Linked DNA regions of Mus musculus: region 2 is linked to region 1. The links are chromatin contacts, called in public Hi-C maps. All regions are on one chromosome and are shown on one strand. The core of a region is the stretch at or near the end of the contact, and the rest is flanking DNA. Distances in the headings are between cores, read along the strand shown. Region 1 holds the start of Rbm47 (RNA binding motif protein 47). Region 2 holds the start of Nsun7 (NOL1/NOP2/Sun domain family, member 7).

Evidence for each region. A called contact is a pair of places that touch in the nucleus more often than the background predicts.
Region 2: a Hi-C map of nephron progenitors shows a contact between it and region 1, with 2.7 times the contacts expected there. The contact joins the promoter of Nsun7 here to the promoter of Rbm47 in region 1. A contact is called at or near these places in 1 of 39 promoter capture datasets (liver), 1 of 484 Hi-C or Micro-C datasets (nephron progenitors), 1 of 115 datasets of contacts at active chromatin or transcription factors (effector CD8 T cells) and 1 of 9 other capture datasets (adipose tissue).

What each region holds. Positions count from the first base shown.
Region 1 is chr5:66,148,588-66,155,010 of GRCm38.p6, reverse strand. Rbm47 (RNA binding motif protein 47) reads left to right here and starts at 3,057. Exons shown (of 8, transcript NM_001127382.2): 1 at 3,057-3,156; 2 at 3,310-3,472. It overlaps Gm26725 (a long non-coding RNA gene), which reads right to left and starts at 4,007. Exons shown (of 5, transcript XR_001785070.2): 1 at 3,538-4,007; 2 at 1,993-2,039.
Region 2 is chr5:66,258,350-66,265,301 of GRCm38.p6, reverse strand. Nsun7 (NOL1/NOP2/Sun domain family, member 7) reads right to left here and starts at 5,404. Exons shown (of 13, transcript NM_001302833.1): 1 at 4,981-5,404; 2 at 4,058-4,461; 3 at 1,235-1,293; 4 at 681-811. The coding sequence starts at 4,373.

The sequences.
Region 1 (6,423 bases), core at 1,808-4,307:
TAAAAATCCAGAGGAGTAGATGTTATTTCACAAATGCGGGAGCTGAAGCTCAGAACAGCCAAGCAGCTTGTGTGGCATCATTCATCTCAGAGGTTAAACTGAAACCAGGTCTCTCCGTGAATGTGTACAATGTGTGTATGACTGAGCATGTATGTGTGTGTGTGTGCGTGTGTGCTCAAGCATGTGTGGAGGTCAGAGACAACCCCGGAGGTTGGACCTTGCCTTCCAACTCAGGTGAGACAGACTCTCTTTGTTGTTTGCCACTGTGTGTGGCAGGCCAGCTGACCCATTTGCTTTCCAGGGAGTCTTCTGTTCCTACCTCCCGTGTCACCACAGAAGCACATGGGTTTCAGTGTGTTCTAACTCAGGTTCCCACACGGGTGCAACAAGTGTTAGCCACTGAGCCATCTCCCCAGCCCAAGATTCAAACCTTCCTGTTCTTTGTACTGATTCTGGAACACTACCTCAGAGGCAGGATGGGACAGAGGCAGAAAGTCCAAGTCATGGGGCTCAAGGGCTAATGTGACTCGGAGTAGGATGTTGTGGGCATGAGGGCCATCCACAAAACAGAAATAACTAAAGCTTGTTTTATTTTTCCATAGTCTGCATTGTGTTGTTTTGGTTTTGAGACAGTTTTCCTTGTATAGCTTTGGCTGTCTTAGAACTTGCTCTTGTAGACCAGGCTGGCTTCAAGCTCACCAAGATCTGCCTGCCTCTGCCTCCCGAGTCCTGGGGTTACAGTACCTAAGCCATCACCAGGCTCATCCATCACCTGCCATTTAAAAAGTTTATTTAGCCAGGTGTGGTTGCACTGGAGCAGGAAGGTAGCTTAAGCACTTATGTTCAAGAGCAGCCTGGGTGCCATTGGTGCAATGCAGTCTCTAAAAAAAAATCTGAGTTATCTTTGCCATACTTATAGGGAGAGGAGTAGAAAGTAGGGAAAATAATCACATGTTTTACTTGACCAGCCTGGGCTATATGGAATCTTGTCTTAATCCCCCTTTCACCCCTTTTACACTTCCTAAAAACCAACTCACAAAAGAATCATACTCACTTGGAAGCTGGGTGTATCAGTGCGTGCGTGCGTGCGTGCGTGCGTGCGTGCGTGCGTGCGTGCGTGCGTGTGTGTGTGTGTGTGTGTGTGTGTGTGTGCAATCCCATCACTGGGAACTGAAGCAGGAGGATAGCAAGTTCACACAACAGCCTGGGATGCGGTGCTACAGTGTTATGCAAACGAGCCACAATAGCACAGCAGTTTACTGTATCAATGAGCAGACAGGAAAAGTGCAGGCAGCAGTTGAGCACTTGAGGCAAAGGAGCAGACTCGGAAGCACACAGGAAGACTTGCTTCCTGGAGCCTGTGCCTTTCTCAGGGGCTCAGTTCCCAGGTGCAGCTAGCACTACATCACAGGGCTTCTACACATTTGCATTCATTCGAGGCCAAGGCTCAACAACTGAGCTGCACCTCTTTCATCTTCCCTCCCTTCCTCTCCTTCCCTCCCTTTCTTCGCTGTTGACTTTGTTGCTGACTTTAACAGACCCCGTTGCTCTAATCTCTGTGGTCCTCTCATCTCAAGGCTGGGCCCAGAGCTTCCTATGGAAAAACCTATCTTGAAGCACAGAGCTGTGCCTCCTGTAGCTCAGAAAGTCTCTTGGAAACTGGTTTCGAAGCCTTTTTTACAGCTGCGGAGTCTTGGTGGCTAACTAACTGTATCAACCCCTAGAACAGTTCGGAACTGGGAGTTTTCTACAGTCTGCGATTCTCAGTACATGTGTGCACCTATCGACAAAGTCTTGATTCTGAATTCAGAACATGGTTAAACTGGCCTGGCTTGACTTTTGCTGCCTAAAAGATAAAAGATCGAAGATCAAAAGGATGGAGAACTTCAGAATTCCTGGCTGGCTTCAGGAATTACTTTTACTAATGGTGGTAAGATCTGACTTTTCGATTAGACTGGAAAGGTCGGCACTCGGGAAAGTTGGCCTGCTTACCTAACCTCTGTACGGACAGTGTCTTCACCTCCAGACCTGAGGCAGACCTGAGGATCAGATTAAGGAAATGGGTGAAAGGGTTCCTGAGTAAGAAAGACCTCAATATAAAGAGATTAGGATTTCTTCATTTATATGTCAAGTTAAAAGGAACATAAATACCCCCTCTACCCTCCACTATTACTATGGATGATATCTATGAGTTTTCAAAGCCTCCACCACACCCCACACGCCCCACATTCACAGATCTTCAAACTGCATGGTTCACTGTTATCTAGCACTGACTTTTTGTTTTTGTTTTGTTTTGTTTTGTTTTTGTTTTTGTTTTTTTTTTTTTTTTGAGACAGGGTTTCTCTGTGTAGCCCTGGCTGTCCCGGAACTCACTCTGTAGACCAGGCTGGCCTCGAAATCAGAAATCTGCCTGCCTCTGCCTCCCAAGTGCTGGGATTGGGATTAAAGGCGTGCTCACCACCGCCCCGCTAGCACTGACTTTTAACCTATGGAGTAACTTGCAGGGTGGCAGGTCAGGTCTAGTGCCTAAATCTGAGTCAGAATTACGCGCGTGACACAGACGTTGGATTTGCACTTCATGGAAGGCAGGGCCAACTTCTCTCCACTTCCCTTGAAACTTGTACACGAGTCGAAAATCAGTTGCACACCCCTTCACAAAGACTTCGTCTTTCCTTCTCCTTGAAACTGTCCACAGTGAAAGCAAAACTCCCATCCTTAGAATCTTCCAGAAACTCAGAGCTGGAGGGTAATTAACTTGCTCACAGATAGTGAGGGCAGAGTTGGGTCTGGAGCCTCCTTCTAACATCCATTGCACGTTTTTCTACGGGGGGGGGGCGGATTATACATAATAATAGTATCACTAACAACAGTGGCTAACGCTATATGCCGATATTCTATCAGCTTCCATTTAACTAGATGGGGGGGGTAGTTTTGGGTCCTTCTTTTAATTAAAGTAGCCTACTGTGAAACAGTATTTTTTTTTTCAGTTGCATGACATTGCAACCCGAAATCACAACTTTAGGTTCCTTGTGGTGCCCGCTTCCTCTTCTAGTTTGTTTAGTCACAGAATTCGATTCCTGTTGGCTGTTTCCGCGCTGCAAACAGGCTTAGCGCTCCATTGAAATGCGGGAGGCTCCTTAATTCTTGTATAAACAGGTAACCCGAGGGGTGGGGCGGGGGCCGCGGCCCTAGGGTGGGTTTCCTGGGAGTGGGGATGGGGGTCAGACTTAGTTCCCCTGTGATCAGAGGCAAGGTTAAAGGAGGGCTTGGCTGAGGTTTCTCCTTGCACTGTTTTTGTTCCCTTTCTAGAAACCAGCTGTAACACTAGGTCAGAGCGCATTCAGAATGAGCCACTTTGAACGAGCAGCGGCGCCCAGGCCCCAGGCCCTGCTGTGAAGGCTCCGGCAAAGGTCAGAGCTCCGGCCCCCCGTGACGTGCCTGCCTGTGCTCTCCGAGCTATGCTCAGCCTCAGGTAAGAACAGCCCAGGAGGTCCTGGCTTCCTGCAGGCCCGCGGCGGGGCTCGTCTGCCGCCCTACCTGCTCCAGCGCCTTCCTGCCCCGCAAGGCCGGGGGCGGTGGCACTGCTCACCCCGGGAGTCAGGCGCAGGGTCCTTAGTCCTTGGTGCAGGCTCAGGGTGGCTTACTCTAAACAGCCATAGGCGGCCGGAAGCCACTCTTCTAGATGTCCCCAGGTGGGGCAGGTGCCACTTCTGGGGTCCCTTCTGAATGTCTGAAATGGATGTGACTTTTTGAGCGGCCAAAGTTCGTAAATCCTCCGCATCGGGGCCAGTCCGATATGATTTTTTTTTTTTTTTAAACCTTCAGCTAAGGTATCCGCGCTTCTAAAACAACAGGAATGTTGCACTGGCCTTCGGCCAGCGGAGGCTCAGCGAGCAGGATAAAATTTCAGTGCAGATTTACGGGAAGTTGCCGGTGTTGGGAGTAAAAATCTGGTTTGGTGAGTTTAAGGGAAGGGAGTATACGAGACAACCTTGCTACTGTGAGGCGAATGGCCTCGTCTGGGGGAGGGCAGGAGGCGGAGGGAGGGAACCGGGAAGAGCAGGGATTGCAGAGGCACCGATTGCAGCCGGACTCCGCCGCGCTCCGCGGGATCCGACCCTGTGCCGCTCCGCCCGGGCCACAGCCGCACCGCAGCCGGCTCGTACGACCCAGCCCAGCCGGCCGCCGAGCGCCCGGACCCGGAGAAGCCAGGCTCTGGGCCGGGAAGACGTTTCTTACCGCAGGTCACTCAGGCTAAGAAATTGTGACAAACTGGAATTCCCAGAACCCGGGAAGAGTTAAAGCCTAGAGCGATCTGATCTGTTGCTTTAAGCCGCACGGTGGGAAGTAGTTTGGAGACTCTTTAATTTAGTTTTCTATTTAAAAGTGTGCGGCCAGCGAAGATGTTGTAGGTGACTTCCTAGCCTTGTAGATTGCTACCGGGCTGTGAATGGTATTAATTTCTGAAGTGAGCGACGCCAAGTACTTACGGAAGGTAAGGTGGACTTTTGGCAGTTCTGACTACTGTCCCCATAGAGTCCTGACTTTTGGGAAAAAACAAACAAACAACATCTTTCTCTCTCTATTTCTTTCCCCCTTAGTATTAATCTCTCATTTGATCGTCTTCCTTCTTTAGTGGGAAGTTAAAGGGTTTATAAAAAGATTTTTTTTTTTAAAGCTTCAGCTTTTGGAGAGCAGATAATCCTATGGTCAGCCGCATCTTGTTTCCTGCAGACTTGAGTCTTTTTCCGTGTGTGTGTGTGTGTGTGTGTGTGTGTGTGTGTGTATAGTTGAAAAAAACGTAATTGGTCTTTTTTGAGGCACAGGTGACTAGATGCGGATTATTAGCTTGAGATTTCGGAGTTTTTGGTGACGGGCGTCTCGCTTGAGTGTTAACTGGAGCAGAGCGGGGGGGGGGGGGGGGGGGGGGGCTTCCTGCAGACATTTATCTCTGAAGGCCACCCTCGGGGAAGCTTAGTTGTTGTTTCCAGCGGAGAATTCAATCTGGAGACAAGAGTAGAGTCTACCAAATATAACATCTGATATGCCTGCAGTCACTGGGTGGCTAAGAAATCAGTCAAAATGAATGGAAATGGAAAATTTCAGATAAAGGACTCTCTGTTTTAATTAGGTAAAAGTTGACAACACTCTAAGACTGTCCTAAGGCACTTAGGGATGTGGCTTCCTTATTAAGTCTTATCAAACTGATGAAAAGATATTCTCTAGGTACTTACAAGCTATTTTTGACTTGCTTTTATTTTCTCCATTACTTATGGGAGCTAAAAGTCGAACTTTTCTCCCCTCCGGTTTGTGTGATAGTGACTCACTTAGGAGTTTCCTTAGGAGGACTGCAAATCAAAACTGTTCTTCAAGCTGCTGAGGTGGCTGGCCACCAAACTTGAGGACCTGAGTTCTAGCCTTCCCTCACCGTGGTGGAAGGAGAAAACAATCCTCTAAGTCGTCCATGGACTTAATTAATTAATTAATCAATCAGTTAATTAAAAACTCAGGCTTAGGTCAGGCAAGGTGGAACGTGCCTTTTAATCTACAAGTAAAAGGCCAAAGCAGGGGATTGGAGGGTCCAGGGCAACTGGAAAGCTGGGTTTGGTGGCTCATACCTTTAACTCCAGTCCTTGAAAGGTAGGATAGGAGGAACCAAAGGGAGGGGAGGAGGAGTTCAAGGCCAGCCTGGTCCACAAGGCAAGTTCCAGGCCAGCAAAGGGCTGCACACTGAGACTTTGCCAAAACAAAAAACAAACAAACACACAAGATAGATAGATAGTAACTGAATGGTAAGTGAGAGTCTTACTGTGGAGTCAGACTAAGGAACACAAAGGGTGGAACAACCTGCAGGGGTAGAAGTTTTGATCACCAAACGGTGGTCATTAGATCAGAAGTGTTTGAGACTGAGAATTGCAGAAGCCACAGCCAACTGGCAAAAGTTGCCAGTAGGGAACACAGCCTCTAGATGGACCAAAGCCCTCAGCCAAAAGGAGAAGGTAGCATTTTGTGGGGTTCAGGCTGCCATTCAGTTACACAGTACTCCCTCAGGACCCTATGTGATGACTTCGGGGGTGGTGCCCACAAAACACAGCTGTCTGAGGGAAACTGGAGGAAGAGGGGAGGGATAGCCTGGGTATTTTTCATGTCCACCTTGACCTTCCCCTTGTTCTGATGGAGACGCTGGAGGCCTCTAACTTTGCAGGGAGCAACATCCTGGGAGAACGGAGAATCAAAAATTTCATTTGTGCCAGCTTCATGATTCACTTTAAAGGAAGACAGGCTGGCGTAGCAAAGCCTCCTGACTACCTTTATCTGACTGGATAGGATGCACTATGTCTTCAGTGTTTGTAGTGCTGGGTTCAAGCGAGCTCCAGTGCCACAGAGGAGAGTGCTGTCATCTGTCCCTGCCTAGGGATTAAA
Region 2 (6,952 bases), core at 4,155-6,654, 110 kb before region 1:
CTGTTATCTTTCCTAAGCGTCCTTTGACATAAGCGCTTAGCCACATGGCAGTCTCCTGTTGATATTTAGGATAAAGAAGAAACTAAAACACATTAGTTTGTTCTTCACTAAACAGATTTTTTTTTCAATTAGGCAAACAGTGAATTCTTGGATAGTGTTAGAATTTCTCATTTGTTACATGTTAGATTTTTTTAAAAGGCTGCCAATTAAGAAGACAATAGTAGCTATTTCAAATTAAATTTAGCTTATACATATACTAAAACTATAAGACATTTGTAATGATTCCCCACATGTTTTGTTTTGTTTGGTTTTTTGGTTTTTTTGGAGACAGGGTTTCTCTGTATAGCCCTGGCTGTCCTGGAGCTCACTTTGTAGACCAGGCTGGCCTCGAACTCAGAAATCCGCCTGCCTCTGCCTCCTGAGTTCTGGGATTAAAGGCGTGCGCCACCACGCCCGGCGATTCCCCACATGTTCATACCTTGGATCATGCAATTCAACATCTTACAATAATTTGATTTAAAGTTAGATATTCAAACTATCCATGACTGTTTGCAAAGGAACTCAAAACACTTATATTTTTCCATAATTTTTTGAGACAAAGGTATCTATAAACTATATTACATAAATATTTCATAAATCAAAATGCTGATGTTGGTTTCACAGGCATGTTCTTTTTTTACCCGTTTAGAAGGTTCTCGACTTCTTGAACTTCTGGTATGGTCTCTTCATTCTCGGAAAGGATGCGGGGCTGGAATTTTCTGTCTTGGAAGTCATACAGCATCACAATGATAAGACTGTTCAGCTGACTTGCCTACCGAGGGGAAACAAGGCACATGAAGAAAGCTGAAGGAACCCACCCAAGGGCTTGAGGTGCGACTCGGGACCTCCCAAGTGTGAGAGTGAATATGGATGGCAGAAATATTTTATCCTGTTATTTTTCATAACAGAATAAGAACATGATCGTTTTTTACACCATAGGGTTAGATTTAGAAATAGAGGAGGTCTTCAAAAGAAAAAAAATATCTAGTTTGAGAGGAAAACCTCAAAAAAGACAATTTGAGGTATTAGGAGTCACGTTGATAGAGCCAGGGTCAAAATGCAAGTCTTAGAAGTAGAAAATAACGTATATTTAAAGATGTCTCAACGTAATGCAAATTGTTATTTAGTTACAGAGGGAGTTTGCATACTTTCTCAACATAATGAGGCCAACTAATTCTAAAAGTTGTTTACTTACGATTGTGGTACTTGAGAAGATATAGCTATCTATTAATATACTTTCCAAAATATCTTGATCTGAAAGACAAGGGAAAAGCCTGCTACCCAAAATATCAAATCTGAAAAGAAAGACTTTAAATTATATACACTTTCTAAGTAATGCTGTAAATTTATTTTCATATCTAATATACACCTCATAATTGTATAAACTGCTAATAAATCATAATTGTAGCACAAGATGAAACAGTTATAATCTTTATGAATCCTGCATTCTTATGGTTCAGGTTCTACATAGATTCAAATCACTATCTGAATAAATAGAGTCGTCATAGAGGAATTCTAACCTTTAATTTATGACCTCTGAAAGACATTAAAGAAGATATAACTAATAATATTAAACAATAGGGGGGCTGGAAAGGTGGCTGGGCAGTTAAGAGCACTGGCTGCTCTTCCAGAGGATCCTGGTTTGATTCCCAGGACGCAAATTGTGGCTCTGAATTAGCTCCATTTCCAAGGGAATTTGGTGCCCTCTTCTGGCCTCTGATAGCATTACATACGCAACCATGTACATAAAAATATTTGAAATGTTAAATGATCTTTCTCTTTTCAGTTTTAAGTATTGCTGATACGTTATATAAATGACCAAATATTAATATTTTGTTCTGGGTTTTTGTTCTGCTTATGAGAGAGGTTAGTTTATCTGAACATCCTTGCTGGTGTTACTTATCAAGGTTTTTGCTAGCCTTGTGATGGGAAGTGTTTCTCTTCCTCTATTCTTTTTTTTTTTTTTTTTAAAGATTTATTTATTTATTATATGTAAGTACACCGTAGCTGTCTTCGGACGCTCCAGAAGAGGGCGTCAGATCTTGTTACAGATGGTTGTGAGCCACCATGTGGTTGCTGGGATTTGAACTCCGGACCTTCGGAAGAGCAGCTGGCTCGGGTGCTCTTACCCACCGAGCCATCTCACCAGCCCCTCTTCCTCTATTCTTTTGCACTTCTTTTATTAGGCATAATTTTAGCTTAAGTATCTGGCACTAATCAAGGCATAGATGAGATATTTAATCTAAGACCTGAATGATAGGAGTTGCCATGTAAGGTTTTGCATAAGGACAGTAGTCCAAACAGCAAAAAACAGAGAAACGACTCCATAGGTGCTGCGTGGAAACTGATAAACATATTTCTGACCCTCCCGCTAGGTTTGTGAGTATTTTATGATACACTTAAACTATAAACATCATGTATGTTTTAGTACAGCAAACAGGAAGTAAGCCCTAACTTTAATCCATTCACCATTCATGAGAAACAAAACTTAGTGATATTGTAGATGCTGGATTTCAATCTTTATTTGGAAAATGAGAAAGCCAAAGAAGACAAATTTTGAAGTGGAGACTACAATTCTCATAGGAAATATTTGCGGGGGAGGGGGCGCTGGAGAGATGGCTCAGTGGTTAAGAGCCCTGACTGCTCTTCCAAAAGGTCCTGAGTTCAAATCCCAGCAACCACATGGTGGCTCACAACCATCTGTCATGAGATCTGAAGCCCCCTTCTGGTCTGAAGACAGCTACAGTGTACTTAGATATAATAATAAATAAATCTTAAAAAAATCTTTTGGGAAACATTATACATATTTAAGCCACCAGCTTTGGAGACAAACTATAATTTCTATCAATGTAACAGACTTGTGACGTGGAAGATGTGTGTCGCAGGGCCGAGTGCAGGAAAACAGTGCACGATGTTGCCAGTGTTGCACTTGTTCTTCAGGACTCTGCAGAAACAGTCACCTCTGGCAGCCTTCCGTATGGTGCAGGAAGCACTAACTTTAGATATCTAAAGTTATATAGCACTCTTACTCTGAAATATCAATTTAAATAACAGCTATATTTTATTCGATGTATTCTATGTTTTGGGCAGGTGAAGGAAACTTGACACCCATATAGATAAAAATAAAAATAAAAATAAATAAATCTACAAAGATACACACACGCACACACACACACACACACGTTGACAGCTCTGCTCAGAGTAGACATATCTGGTTATGTCCTATCTACAGTTATCCTTACACTTGGGAGTTGGCAGTTAACTACCATGAAGGAGCTCTGGAGATTTGAGTCTAGCACTTTGGAGGCAAATTAGAAAGGAGAATCCTATTTACACTTGGCACTCCAAATTAAAGCTATTGGCTAAGAATTGAATAACCCTTTTCGGGTTGACTCAGTTGAGGTATTTACTGTTTAAAGATTATGCTTTTCTTCTTCTGTCTCTCTGCTGTCTCCCTTGGCGCTGTCACACCTCGTGAACATAAAACACAAGGTGCAAGCACACACACACGAACTCGGTGGAGCTACATAGAGGGAGAGGGGATGAGCAAGGGAAGCGCCCCCTCTTCCCATTCATGGACTTGTTCCCTGGTTTCTTTGCTGTTTGTTCTTTTCTTTTTCTTTTTGAGAAGGGCCTGGCTCTATAGCCCATCCTGGCTTGGAACTCCAAATCCTCAAGGCTCAGCCGCTGGGAGTACAGGCCTATACAACCATGTCGGCTCCTGCTCTTTTTAACGACCCCACTATACCTATCTAAGGGCAAATGCAGTCGAATTCTCTAGTCCCCCTTAGGACGCCTTCATTTTTAGACTGTTGTGATACACATATGTTTGAGGAGCTAGGCTGCATTCCATTAATTCCCACTCCCACCCTCCACCCTACCCCCAACCCCCCACCCCCGCCTCCTGAAACAGAATCTCACTTTGTGGCCCAGGTTGGCCTTGTACTACGTATAAGCCACCGTGCCTGGCTTTTCCATTTTCTTTTAGCGCTGCTCTTTAGGAACTGCTATTACTTACACTTCAGGGTACTGAAAGCCAACTCATAGGACAAGCGCTGGAAAGATTCATCCTCGGAGCGGGAGGAGGAGGGCTGCAGGGGTTCACTTCCGTAATTTATTATGACTTTGTCTGGCGACCTTTGGATCCGAATACCCTGAAAAATGTTCGCTGCCGTAACGTACACGGAGTCTGGGTAGCTGGGTTTTTCTAGGACGACGGTTGAAGAGTTTGTATTGGCGACTACATCCCCCGACATCTCCAGGGAAGCGAGTTGGGAGATCTCCTCCATGTTTTCTTGGTCAAAAAGGTCCCTTTCACTCGTTGGGTCCAGCATGTTTGCCCCTGATGTCAATAACTCAAGCTTCAAGTTCAAATCATGTGGTCCAGGGAGATCTCTATCCTTGTAGTCTTAAGCATCGTCTCTGAGAAAAGAGAAGGTTATCTTAGTAAATCTCTGTATCTACAGCACCTATCTTAATTCTCTCTCTCTCTCTCTCTCTCTCTCTCTCTCTCTCTCTCTCTCTCTCTCTCTCTCTCTCTCTCTCTCTCTCTCTCTTTTCGAGACAGGGTTTCTCTTTGTAGCCCTGGCTGTCCTGGAACTCACTCTGTAGCCCAGGCTGGCCTTGAACTCAGAAATCTGCCTGCCTCTGCCTCCTAAGTGCTTGGATTAAAGGCATGCGCCACCACCGCCTGGCTTGATGTCCCCTTTTTTTGTGACCTTAGAGACATGACATGTACTAGCCCATCGGAACATCCCATACTTCCAACTGCAATGAAAACTTGCACAGGGGGTGGGGGGAGGGGGGGAGACAGCTGGAGAACCTCACCACCACAACCACCAGCATCACCACCACCAGCACCCTTTGTCACAGCCCATTAAGGACAGACCCACTAGGTCCCCCTAAGCATCCCGGCATCCCAGGGAGTAAAGGTCCTATCACCTTCTCCGCGAATCCGCCCTTCTCTGGGGTTGGGATGTTTTCCGGGGCTCTGGGGCTGAAGACGCGGCAGCCTCTGCACTTGGGGCGATGGAGGAGGTAACAGGCCCTCGGGAGCCCCGGGAAGCCGCGGCCCGCGGAGGCCGTTTGGTTTAAGTGCAGCCACACCACCCACCGGGTTCGGCCGGGGGAAAGCGCTCGGCGCCCGCGCCAGCTACGTCCAGGGTCCCTGAGGGAGACGCTGCCTCCTCGGGGCTCGCCCTCGCGCTCCGGGGACACTGCTCAGGCCGAGCTCTCGGCTCTCTCCGGGTCCCTGAAAGAAAGCGGAGCTCTGGGTCCCTAAGGGGACACTTCTCGTGACCGTCCCGGAGCTCGTGAGGCAGCCCTAGTGGGTAAGGCAGCAAGGAGCAAGGAGCTGGGTCCACACTGAACCCTGGATGCGGAAATCGGGTCCCTCAGGGTGCCCGGATCTCCATGGCAACGGGAGGGGGCGGGGGAAGGGCTCTGCGCCAGGCTTTCCCAGTGGGAACTGGTAGGGGTGACTCTTCACCAGTTTCTTGTACTCCTGTGGGCAGTTGGCAGCCGTTCAGCCCCACTTGGAAGCTCAGGCCAGGGTTCCTGAGCATTCTGGCTTGGTCTCCTTCTTTAAACACTTAGAGATTGAAGTAGGTGAAGTAGTTCCGGCGGTTTAACTCTCAGGCACCTGAAGCCCGTTAAAATGGAGATGGCTGGACCCATCATCAGGGATTCTGAGTCTAGGCATGAGACTCAAAAATTCGCTTTTCTTTTCTTTTCTTTTCTTTTCTTTTCTTTTCTTTTCTTTTCTTTTCTTTTCTTTTCTTTTCTTTTCCTTTCTTTTCTTTTCCTTTCTTTTCTCTTCTTTTCTTTTCCTCTTCTCTTCTCTCTCTCTCTCTCTCTCTCTCTCTCTCTCTCTCTCTCTCTCTCTCTCTCTTTAAATTTTGTAATCCCTGTATCCCTGTGCAATTAGCCCAAAGGCCATGGTATGGAGGACTCATGCATCTGCTAGCAGTATCTTACCAACTCAGTAAATCTTTGAGAAAGGCAAGGTTTCTGGTAGGTGGCCCCTGTTGCTCATCCCGAGTCCACTTGTAGGCAGAAGGGGGAGGAAGACAACATGCCCATGCCTTCCAAGGACAGGGCTGGAAAGATGCACACATCATTTTGCTTGGTTTCCACTCCAGAATTAGTCACAGAACATGCTTAATAACAAAGGCTGGGGAATGCATCCAACTAAAACTCAAGGGAATTCCTGTAAGCTGGGTGTGGGGGGGGGGGGATTCATAATGACAGAAAGGCGTTGTCCTGTTATATGCATACCTCTTCCCCCTGATTTGAGCAAGTGTTTATTAAATCTTACTTTCTGTTTGCCATTGTGTTCAGAACTGAAAGCAGAAACCAAACAGGACCAGGGACCTGCCATCACAACTGTGACAGTTGGGGAACTCAGATCTTGGCAGCCTTCATTTTTTCATTATTGATATCTGTGTACATACCTATATCTGTGTACATACCTATATTGATTGACCTTCTCTATTCTTTCCAGATATAAAACACACACTCTAAAATAGTTCTGCTAGACCTTTTTTTTCCTCCATTTTTAATTAGGTATTTACTTCATTTACATTTCAAATGCTATCCTGAAAGTCCCCTATACCCTACTCCCAACCCCCACCGCCACGGCCCCCACCCCCACCCCGCTCCCCTACTCACTCACTCCCACTTCTTGGCCCTGGTGTTTCCCCTGTACTGGGGATATAAAGTTTGCAATACCAAGGGGCCTCTCTTCCCAATGATGGCCAACTAGGCCATCTTCTGCTACATATGCAGCTAGAGACACGAGCTCTGGGAGTACTGATTAGTTCATATTGTTGTTTCACCTATAGGGTTGCAGATCCCTTTAGCTCCTTGGGTACTTTCTCTAGCTCCTCCATTGAAGGCCCTGTGTTCCATCCAA